Regions from separate parts of the Ovis aries genome. Here region 1 is linked to region 2. The links are chromatin contacts, called in public Hi-C maps. All regions are on one chromosome and are shown on one strand. Each heading gives the region's core, a stretch centred on a gene start, on an enhancer-like site or on the middle of the called end of the contact. The rest is flanking DNA. Distances are from core to core; before and after follow the strand shown. Region 1 holds the start of ZNF326 (zinc finger protein 326). Region 2 holds the start of LRRC8D (leucine rich repeat containing 8 VRAC subunit D).

Region 1 (5,786 bases), core at 1,838-4,337, 190 kb before region 2:
TTGGACACATTAAAGCAAATGACCTCAAAAACAGGTCAAAATGAATTATGAAAGCAGCAACATAAAACCAAGCCAATAATCCACTTAATCTACATTACTCAATACCAAAGCCTCTAACTCAACAAAAATAACTCAGCTAGTTTCTTATAAGTCATCACTCAATACAGTCAGAGCCTTCTGGAATTAAGAACTCAGAATTCAAATAAAGAGTCAAACTACTCTGAATAGCCCTAAGGTTTTCTGAATCCAAATTTCCTAACTCAAATACTATACATAGTATGACAACATTAACACTAACACATCCAAAGACTAAACAATGACTGAAACAAGGCAGAATTTCCTTCTTACATTGGTACTTTAGATGGGTGACAAAAAAACTGAGATGCATTCCCTTAATGTATTTTAGATCAAATGAAAGAGGATACTCACCATTAAAGCTCTGATAAGTATTTCTGCAAGCAGAGTGTGTATAATCTATGAAGACACATTTAACAGAAAGGAATTAGTGCATTATTAACAAAAATCTTGAATGATATACCCACTTACTAAAAACAAACACAATTTTTAAACTGCCATTAACTCAACTATCTACAAAAACAGGGTGTTAATAATTATATATACTTCATATAGGAAAATATATATCCCTTTCTTTTCACTATCTCCCCAAATGGCAGGTTTATCATCCAAATCATGGCAATGTAAAAATTAGTTAATAAAACCTGATATATAATTAAGGCCAAAAAGGGAGATCTAGTACTGATTTATACAGCATAACAAAAGGGAAGGCTGATAAATTATATATCCAACAATGCAAAAAACAGGGACATGTGAGAATTGATTCTATATATATATATTTTTCCCAATGCACTATTTCTCTTAGCGCTTAATTTGCTCTCTATAAAGATTTCAAGATCTTATTTGAGAAATGCACATTCATGTGTGCATACCTGTGTGTGCTATTTCTAGTCAGGACGTGGCATCATTATCAAAGATCATAATTTCTTTGTCAAAACTAATTTGGCAATTGTTAAATCCTTTAGTTAATTCTACTAACAAATAGGAATTTAATAGAGCAGTCCTTTGGATACAATAGACTCCAACTACACTATACAGGATTAGAGTTCAACATATTGTCAGGCAAATTCCATCCCCCAAATAAAGCAGTAGGGGAAGGGAGGAAGCAGGAGGGAGGGAACATTTTATCAGTGACATTGTTTAGAATTTTATGCTTCACACTGTTTAGAACTGTGGGCAGATGGTGATAATAAAAAGTAAACATCCTAAGACAATGGGTTCCTTCATGGGGGGAGGGGACCATTCCCATCACTCCCTCCTCCCACACTGGTAGTTTCTGCTGCACCTTGGGTGTTGGTACTGTCACCAAAGTTTGGTGTGAACACACAGCAACATATTTTTTAAATTCATTCCCAACTCTGGCATTTCAAATATTCAGTTTAAAGGTAACGATATCAAAATGAGTCAAAGTTCAACTAAAACAAACACTAGAGTGTGCTACTGTTAATATCTGAACTTCCTATTTCAAAGTAACTTAAAAGTATCCACAAAAGGTTATTCCAGTCCCTTTTCATATACTTAGCTTCCCTGGTAGCTCAGACGGTAAAGCCTCTGCCTACAATGAGGGAGACCCAGGTTCGATCCCTGGGTCGCGAAGATCTCCTGGAGAAGGAAATGGCTACCCACTCAGGTAGAGCCTGGAAAATCCCATGGACTGAGGATCCTGGTAGGCTACAGTCCATGGCGTCGCAAAGAGTCGGACACGACTGAGTGACTTCACTTTCATACACTTAGACTTGGCAGCTTTAATTCTTTGTGGCATGAAATCAAATCAAAGATCAAAAGATCATTTAATCAGGCTCAGCATATTCAAAGTTGGTTGGGTTAGAGGCTCACGACTAATTAGTGAAGCCATTTTATTCAGAAACGCCCGGTAACTCAGGAGTAAATTCAGTATATTCACATCCCTTTTCATGTCTCCCTAATGCTGTCATTACGTACTCATCTTACCCTGACACCAATCACTATAAAAGTTGAGCAAGATTTGAAGACAATATGAAGACCAAATTAATTTTATTTCGTGAGCGTATGAAACGGTTTAAAGAACTGGTGTTTAAGAGACGACCGAAAGGTACTGCTCATTTAATTAAACAGCAGTCCATCCCAGGCGGCTGTGTGTAGGTCTGAATTTGAAGGGCACGTGATGCTGTGCCAAAATTTTGACTAACTTAACACAATGTCCAGAGAAAACGCTTTGGTTCACAGAAGCATTTTAAATTTAGGGATTAACGCCCGGACACTCTTTGTTGGCGGATAAACATCCACTTTGCTAACCAGAAATACCTTAACGTTCCATTCTGGATGGAGATCTACTATACTTAATCACTTACAGACGCCCTTTAAACTCATCTTAAAAACTAAGACAACCAAGGAACACGATCATGAACAAGCCTCAGAAAACCCTATCTGGCAAGAAGTAACCTGGAGTTGGGGATTTACTAAAAGGACGATCTGGGTCGCTGCCCACCGGGCGAGCGCGAGCCGCGGCGGGGGAGGCCCGCTCGCCCTCTTGCCCAGAACGGGAAGTTGGAGGCTTCCTGGCAATTTGCTCGCAGCGGGGCGGGGGCCGATCTGGGGACTCCGGAGGCCGCGGCGCTCTGGGAGCCTCCTTCCCCGCGCCGAGGCCGGAGCGGAATTCAGGGTCGCGGGCCGCAGCGGGCGCCGGGCGGGGCGATCCGGGCGCGCGGGTCCCCACCGAGGCCGACTCCAGGCACTGGGCCCGAGGCGGGCAGGCGGGCCGACGGCCTCTAGGCCCGCAGAACAAAGCCCACACGGCCATCTTGAGACGGTAAACAGACCCCGGGGGCAGGCCACCCCGCCTGCCGCCCGCCGCGGTGACCAGCCAGAGGCCGCGCTTACCGTCCTCGAAGTCCATGGCGGAGGCTCGGGGCCGACAGCGTCGGCGGCGCTTGGCTAATCTGTGGCCGGAGAAGAGCACCCGCGACCCGCGGTTCCACACTACGAGTCAGCGCGACCAAGAGCGGCGCTACCGGCCCGGGAGCCGCAGGCCACAGCGAGGCTGGGGGGCGGGCCCGGCCGGCGCTGCCAGCCGCCGCAGCGCAGCCCGCGACTGGCTGGCGCGGGCTGGTGGGCGGGCCCTCGGATGGGGGCGGGAAGCAGGTCCGCGGTCGCGCTCCCAGGTGCTGACCCTCTCGGAGCCGCCAAGGGGCAAGGAAGGTTAAAAAGGAGCCCCAAAGATTGGCCAGGCTCAAGGGAAAGAAAGCCGGGTTTTCCGGAAGGTCGGGCTGAAGCCCGCCATGTTTGATTCTGGCAAGAGCGAAAGGATCTGCTTGGAATACCTTCCCTCTTCCCGAACTAATATACCACGTGCCGACCTTTCCCTTTTTATTGGCTGATAATGACTGATCGGAAAATGTAAAAAAAAAAAGAAAAAAAAAAAAACCCTTATGGAGTTAATGCCGTGGAGATTCAGAAGGCCAGGATATTTTTAGACCTCTGTGAGCAGAGGCCAGGGAGGCCTGGCGTGCTGCAATTCCTGGGGTCGCAAAGAGTCGGACACTACTTAGCGACTGAACTGACTGACTGAGCAGAGAACAGATTGCTAAATAGGGAACAGTTACGAGTGTGATCCAAGACCGACCACGGTCGAGTTCTGAATTTCAAGGTGCAAAATGAAAGTGTTGTAAAAGTTAACAGAGGGAAGATTTTTGGAAGGAGTCGTCCAGATCTTGAAGAACAACCACGGGCAAACACATATCAACATATTTTGGTACATATTAACACTGCATTTGGAGAAGGAAATGGCAACCCACTCCAGTATTCTTGCCTGGAGAATTCCGTGGACAGAGGAGCCTGGCAGGCTACAGTACATAGGGTCACAAAGACTCGGACACGACTGAGCAAGTTATCACTCAGCATTGTATTATTGTCACTTTGGAAATAGTGTTGAGGACAGTGGGCAAAGTCACTCGCCAATAAGACAATGTGGGAAAAGACAACTGTGTGGTCATTCTAATCCTGGAGCAGCGTGAACTCCAGGTTAGATAATATTTTTTCATAGAGCAAATCGTGTCAATGATGAGTTGATCACAGGATAGGAAATCATGAATAAAGCCGTTTGCCCTTCTTTGAAGTCCATTGAGTTTCCAGAACCAAGTGCCAAGAAACAGTCTCTGGAAACATAACTAAAGGAAAAACTCACAGGTATACTAAGGAAGGTGTAAGACTGTAGCCCCAGTGGCGCAGAGGTAAATAATCCACCTGTCAGTGCAGGAATCACAAGCAATGTGGGTTTGATCCCTGGGTTGGGAAGATCCCCTGGAGTAGGAAATGGCAATGCACTGCAGTATTCTTGTCTGGAAAGTTCCATGGACAGAGGAGCCTGGCGGGCTACAGTTCCTGGACACGGCTGAGCACAGCCCCAGATCTGGGTAGGGTACTGTTCCTTCCTCCTCACTTTCCTTCTCCACCCTCACTGATTCACCCAGTTCTCCACCCTTACAGTGTTTTCTTCTTTTTTTCCCTCCTATGCATGTTTTCTACTCACCAGAGCAGAACATGTTGAAAACTGAGCTCATAATTTCCTTCCTCAAACCTGTTCATCTTCTTTTATTCTTTCATCTGTGAATAATGCTGTGTGAGTGGCATCATGAGCAACCACCCACTACTAATGCAGTCAAGACTCAGCCCTCTCCCATTCTCTCATCCTCAATCCATACTGAAGTCGTTCATCTGCTTATTACCTCCTAAAATGTCTTAATAAGTTTGCCCTTGATCTCCAATTCACTGCACTACCTGAGTTAGACTCTCATTATCTTTCTCCTAAACTGTTGCGATGGCTTCCTGAGTAATTTCTCTGCCTTTCCACCTTGACCTTCTCAGGCTCCTCAGGGCCTCAGTGATATAAAGGCAAATCTGAACGCATCATGCATCTCTATCACCGATTCAGTTCAGTTCAGTTCAGTCGCTCAGTCGTGTCCGACTCTTTGCGACCCCATGAATCACAGCACGCCAGGCCTCCCTGTCCATCACCAACTCCCGGAGTTCATTCAGACTCACGTCCATCGAGTTAGTGATGCCATCCAGCCGTCTCATCCTCTGCCGTCCCCTTCTCCTCCTGCCCCTGATCCCTTCCAGTATCAAAGTCTTTTCCAATGAGTCAACTCCTCATGAGGTGGCCAAAGTATTGGAGTTTCAGCTTTAGCATCATTCCTTACAAAGAAATCCCAGGGTTGATCTCCTTCAGAATGGACTGGTTGGATCTCCATGCAGTCCAAGGGACTCTCAAGAGTCTTCTCCAACACCACAGTTCAAAAGCATCAATTCTTCGGCTCTCAGCCTTCTTCACAGTCCAACTCTCACATCCATACATGACTACTGGAAAAACCATAGCCTTGACTAGACGGACCTTAGTCGGCAAAGTAATGTCTCTGCTTTTGAATATGCTATCTAGGTTGGTCATAACTTTTCTTCCAAGGAGTAAGCATCTTTTAATTTCATGGCTGCAATCACCATCTGCAGTGATTTTGGAGCCCCCCAAAAAATAAAGTCTGACACTGTTTCCACTGTTTCCCCATCTATTTCCCATGAAGTGATGGGACCAGATGCCATGATCTTCATTTTCTGAGTGTTGAGCTTTAAGCCAACTTTTTCACTCTCCTCTTTCACTTTCATCAAGAGGCTTTTTAGTTCCTCTTCACTTTCTGCCATAAGGGTGGTGTCATCTGCATATCTGAGGTTATTGATATTTC
Region 2 (6,311 bases), core at 1,852-4,351:
CACTGCAGGATGTTTAGCAAGATTCAGGGTCTCTGCTCACTAGCTGTCAGCAATGCCTGCCTCCTAGCTAGGACAAGCAAAAATACAACTGTGTCCAGATATCCCAAATGGCTGCTGGGAGGCAAAGTAACCCCCTGTTGAGAACCACGCTTCTTGAAGCAAATAATTAACACCACTGACTTGTGGTTCAAGTCTTCCACTAACTACATCCTCTCTACCTCCCTTCATCAGACATGGTCTCTGTCCCAGCCAGGCAAACCTATTTTTGACCCATGACACACCTCAAAGCTTCCCCTAACACATGTGCTCTCCCTCTTCCACAATACACAAACACTCCCAGCTGGCTCCAAACACCCTTTCCATCCCCGTATTCCTTGGCCTCCTAGACAAATGCAATCCCTTGCTTCTGGTGGTGGTCTCACATGGACTGTCTTACTTGCTTTCTATTAGTACAAGAATCCTCTCCTTCTTGACTAAGGCACCCCAACACCCACTCAAGTTCTCTGCTTCCTGCTGGTACTCAATAAATACTGGCTGGACTTTTCAGAATGTCAGTATCAGCCCCAATGATACATGAAAAACAGGTGAAATCCCTTACCAACTGCCATTTCAAGAACACATGTGATCAGGAGCACACCGGTTTGACAAAACTTTCATGCTTTCACAGTTAGTGCCAATTTAATACCTACAGTACTGAGACTGAATCAAGTCTGACTTCCAAAATACAGCTATCAAAATAATTTTACTATTGGGACATAAAAGACACAGCAAACTTTTTAAAAATCAAAAAAAGTTCTGAACAAGGTAAAAACTAGGGGGGAAGGTCAAGTTTTGACCAAGTTTTTAAAATTCTGTAAACCTTGGCCGAAAGAGAAAGATAGGAATATGGCTCAATACTCTAACGGTTGCATCATACACCACTCCACAGGATCATTAAGAGAATGGGGGACTGGGTCATGTAAGGACAGCTTCCTCTCCAACTTTCTAATGTGTCAGGTTTTAATCAACAAAGTACACACTCAGATGCCCTCAATAGAAATGAGACAAATCTAAGATAAAATGTTCAAATATATAAATAAACCATGCCAATTCAAGACTTTGGATTGCTTTTTTCCCAGCTCCATGGGTTACCTAATCATTTCATGAGCAGCTCCGTTACTAACCTACAGACAGAGACCAAAGACTTTGTCGGCACCTTATTCTACCTGATTTTATCTCTGGATCCTTCCTATCTTGTTCTTGTATTTTAACAGGGTTTTAGTCAGTGGGTGTAGAAGACAGGAAAAGAGGATTCTCACCCTGCACTAGCTGATGGGAGGTGTCTGGTCAGTCTTAACGAGATGTAAAAATAAATGCTGCCTGAAGACCCCATTTATTGGGTATGGTGAGAGTTCTTCCCACAGGTCTGTACCATGAAGAGGCCCCAGAGCCCAGGAGGGGAAGGTCTGAATCACAGTCATTCTTGGCACTTGGAAGCGCCCTTTGGTTGTTTATGCGGTAAACAGCCCTCCCCAGAACTGCAGCCGGGAATTCCCTGGCTGCCCAGACTCTTCCGACCTCCAGCGCAGAACACGTAATAGGTGCTCAACAAACGCAGCCGGACTGGAATTTTATTAGCAAAGCTGCTAAAGAAAGTTTCCAGAAGTCAGCTCCCTCTTTACTCCTGAATCTCTTTCAAAATATGTCCTCAAAGCTTTCTTTGCCCAACAAGAAATTTTTTTTTTCGTAAGTCAAGGAGAAGGAAAGGAGGAAATCTGCGAAACAGAAGTCCAAGGGGCTCAAGTTGGGCCCCATGGTCGGCTAGGACTCCCCAGTATCTATTCGCCCTCCTTCTGCCCACCTCCTGAGTACTCCACCCCTCTCACCTTTGCACTTTTTCTTTCCTGAAACCCCACCTCCCCACCTTCTGACACAGACACCCCAACTGCGTATCCAAGTGGGGCCGCACACCCCACCTCTCCAGCAGGGACCTACCTCTCCTCCCCTCGACCTGGGGCAGCTCTTCTTTACTGCAGCTGGCTTTTTAAGAAACTAAAAAAACTCATCTCTTTATCCGTGAGGGATACCCCCAAATAAAGGGGGAGAGAAACAGGAAGGCCCCTATGAACCCTCCAGTCAGCGGAGGTGTGATTCTCTGAGCAGCCACCCCCAATCCTCCTCCTTTCCAAGCCCCTGGAAGGGATTCGCGCAGAAGTCCGGCTCCCAAGTGCCCACGCTTCCAAACAAGCTAGAAGCGGATTATACCGGTACCCAACCCGGAGATGGCCCGCGGCGGGCTGGGTGCACCTGCGGGCCCCCGGCTCCCTCCCCCTCGCGCTGGGGGCGGGGCGCGCCCTCACTTCCCAGCCCAGCCCACCCCGCGCGGGAAGGAGGCGGGAGGGGAGGCGTTTCTGGAGAAGTTGAAGGGCTCACCTTCTGGGCAGCGGGCCAGCGAGGCCAGACACCAAACACCCACCTCCGGGAAGAATCAGCGGAGCCGTAACCGGGTCTCCCCGCCCTTCCGATGGGGCGGAGGGAGGCGAGAGGAGGGAGCGCGCGTGGCGGGGAGCCGGAGAGAGGCGGTCGCAGGCCGGCACGGTCCTCTCACGGGGCCCACCCCGCGGCCCCGGCGCCCGCCGCTCAAATTGCCGAAAGCGGAACGATCTTCGGGGACCGAGGCTAGCGCTCGGCCAGGCCCGCTTGCCGCCCGCGTCCCCCAGCCCGCGAGGTCCCAGCCACAGCCTCCGCTCGGGCCGCGGCGCCGCGGGGCAGGTCGCCGGCGCCGGGGTGGCGCGTGTCGGCTGCGGCGCGGCTCCACTGGCACAATCCCCGGCCCCTGCCCGGGAGAGGCGCGCACCAACCTTGGGGGGCAGCCCGGGCAGCTTTGGCCGCCTAGCCCCGGCTTAGGCGGAGGCGGGAGGTGGCGGCATCACCTGCGGCGTGCGGCTACTGCTGCTCCCGGACGCGCCGGGGCGGCGGAGGCGCGCGGCGCCCTGCACCCTGCTCCCGCGGCCCCGCCCGCGGCTGCCACCTCGAAGCGCGGCGGAGGAGCCGGGGCACCACGGGCGGCGGCAGCGGCGGCGACGGGAGCAGCAGCACATGACTCTGTAACGGGGGGAATTAGACAAAGCGTAACATGGACTCCGGGCCCGTGCAGGCGCTGCAGCTTCGGGACCAACCGCAGCCGGCGAGCGCCGCCACTGGCTCGGCCGCAGCCAATGGGGGCGGGCCCGGGCCTCCATGTGATGGCGAGCTCTCTTCCCCCGCGGCTCTCCGGTGCCTGCCGGGGGTCGGGGCGCTTCCGCCGCCGTGCGGGCTGACTGGAGGGGCGGGGTGGCGAGTTCGGTGGCCCGGGGTCGGGCACTGGCGGCGGGAGGCGGCGGCACCGCGCGCAGGTGCACCCGGCGGGGTCGGGGCGGCTGCCGGAGCTCGCCGTCCCTACAGCTGCTCATCAGTGAAATGCCCACCTGGGCCGGGCACGGTGCCCGGCGGCCAGTGTCGCCAGGCTGGCGAGAGTCTATCTCAGGAACCTTCACCCTTCCTGGGGCTATCCTGTCAACTGGAACTCTGATAGTAAGACGGGTGTGGGGCTGGGGTATGCCATGAAATGGTAGGGGGAAATTTGCCGAAAAGTCATTTCAGCGGCTTCCAACTGTACTTACCTGGGATATAGGGCACACACAACTTTATCTTGGCGCGAATAGCTTCCCTGCCTAATTTGTTCTGTCTCTGCTATTAAAGATGCAAGAGAGAGTCACTTATTGTTTTTATCTGAGTCTGCTCTCCCCGATTCCCCCGACCCCATTCTTTTTTGCCAAAGATGTCTTGCGTCTGAAGCAGGCAGATGAAAGTTTGTCCTCCACTAAACCGTGTTTCCCAACCTGATAGTTTTCCCTCTTGTTTTTGTTGCAAGATCAAAGTATATTTGAAGTCTTTTTCATGGGTGGGGAGAAGCAGGAATCAAGAAATAAGGTCACGAGGGATGTTTGGAAGTGTTGGTTTTTAACATGGCAGATGGTTCCAGCCCAGTATTACAGTATCTCCTTTTATCTGAAGCTACCTGTTTCCATGAATAATGAGTCTATGTGCTCAGTCGTGTTTGACTCTGTGCACCACAGTGGACTGTAGCCCACCAGGCTCCTCTTGTCTATGGACTTCTACAGGCAAGAATACTAGAGTGGATTGCTATTTCCTTCTCCAGGGGATCTTCCTGACCCAGGGATCACACCTGTGTCTCCCACACTGCAGGCAGATTCTTTACCCGCTGAGCCCCATGAAAAATGGGAAATCTCATCTCTTCTACCAAGATGTCTCCATGTCAGTGAATGTTCAATCAACATTTCCTAAGCATCTAAACGTTCTTCATGAGCATGTTGCAAAAATGTTACAGGTACTCAGGAAGGTGGGAGTTCAGATACAGTGAGAAAGTAGAGATTCGTTTTTAGGGTTTCAGGGAAGACTTCAGAGACAAGGGAGTAGAACTGACCCTCAGAGAGTGAACACCTGTTCCCCTGACCCTGGAAGTAAAGAAGAGCAGCCCTGAGGTTGAGTATAAGCAGAGCTCCAGCACACACTCAAGGGACAGTCCTAGACTGCTTGCAGGATGACACTAGCCTTTGAGCCCTTCTCACCTCTTGCTCTCTCACTCTCCGTGTCCTGGCCTTGGTGCCAGTAGCCTCTCCTGTCCACACACTGAGCCAAGAAGGAGGTGTGTAGGCAGGAGCTGTGTGTCCCGTGGTCTAATTACAGTACCAGATTCGCTGATCTGGGAGGTTGGTGCTGTTTTAAAACTGTTAACATCTAGTGGTGTGATATTTTGATGGAAAACACCTCACTACTATGATTAATTTGGAATGTTTTGCTGTTTGTAAAAACACTGTTCCACGTTTTGATCTTCCCTGAGTTTTAAAGTATGATTTTAGACTTGAGAGAACTGTGATTTCAAGAATGGTATAAATTGAGAAAGGAAAAAAGTAGTGCTCAAAAAACAAATGTAGAGAAACCGGCACATATTCTCATAAATGTGAGTGTTAATTTAGTAAATCCATTTGGAGGACAATTTAGCAATTTTGGATGAAATTAATATGTGAGGGATTTTGTTTCACCTCTGGGAATTTCTACTTTGGCCATATGTGTGCAAAAATCATATATCGCAGAAGCATTTACAAGCATGTAGAAAGCTGTATGTACAGGTATATTTATTGCAGTATTGTTTATGACAGGAAACAGAGAAGGGTGTGTAAGTTTAATAACAAAATCCCAGTAGGGGACTGGTTAAGAAAATGTAACCTGTTTTATAAAAATTAGAGACCTATTTGTACTAAAATGAAAGAATGTCCAAAATCTATACATGAAAAAAGCAAGTTGCAGAACAATATGAAAAGTATGATACCATTTATAAGCATATTTTGTCAAAAATAGACATGTTATTAAATGTATGCTTAGGGCAAATCTGGTAGCATATATAACAAGCAGTTAACAGTGGTTATCTCTGGATGTGAGATTATCAGGGTCATTGCTTTCTGTTACAAGTTTCTGTATGCTTGAATTGTTTTTATGTTGAGTACCTATTACTCTGTTAAGAAAATAATAAAAAAATTTAAAATTGCTAAGTCCTGTACCAATGACAAATAATGAGGACCACTCTGAGGATCTAGGAAGCAAAAATGTCAGCTTCCCCTAATCCCTAAGAAAAACAAACAAGTAGGAGGCAGCAAAGGAGGGTAACTAACTTGACTTTGGATTGCAAATGAAGAAATATGATAGAAGAGGCATCTGAGGCTGGTCAAGGCCTGTCAACAGGGATCAAGTGGGAGAAACACAATAAGGCCTCAAGGAAGTTCTAGTAAACAGAGACTTAACACTTACTGTCCTTTGTTGAGTTATGGTCACAAATTGGCAACTCTTTCAATAACTTGTTAAATCTGTATCACACAGATCATGACTACAGCCAACACAGTGCTTGTGATGGGCCAGGCTCTGCTCTGAGTACTGTACATATGTCCACTTTTAGTCCTTGCAGAAACCTTATGAGAGAAATACTATCCTCTTTTTTTTTTTTTTTTTTTGGAAGGGGGACTTCCCAGGTGGCATTAGTGGTAAAGAACCTGCCTGTCAATGCAGGTAGACATAAGAGATGTGGGTTCGATCCCTGGGTTGGGAAGATCCCCTGGAGGAGTGCACAGCAACCCACTTTAGTATTCTTGCCTGGAGAATCCCGTGAACAGTCCATAGGGTCGCACAGAGTCCAGCACAACTGAAGTGACTAAGCACGCATCCTCATTTCTTAGAGAGGCCTGGAGGAGTTTATAAGCAGTGCAAGATCACACAGC

Evidence for each region. A called contact is a pair of places that touch in the nucleus more often than the background predicts.
Region 1: a contact with region 2 is called in a Hi-C map of hypothalamus, with 4 times the contacts expected there. The contact joins the promoter of ZNF326 here to the promoter of LRRC8D in region 2. A contact is called at or near these places in 2 of 16 Hi-C or Micro-C datasets (hypothalamus and liver).

What each region holds. Positions count from the first base shown.
Region 1 is chr1:67,374,035-67,379,820 of ARS-UI_Ramb_v3.0, reverse strand. It overlaps ZNF326 (zinc finger protein 326), which reads right to left and starts at 3,087. Exons shown (of 11, transcript XM_015092094.3): 1 at 2,935-3,087; 2 at 430-474. The coding sequence starts at 2,950.
Region 2 is chr1:67,180,105-67,186,415 of ARS-UI_Ramb_v3.0, reverse strand. It overlaps LRRC8D (leucine rich repeat containing 8 VRAC subunit D), which reads right to left and starts at 3,101. Exons shown (of 4, transcript XM_060400765.1): 1 at 2,841-3,101.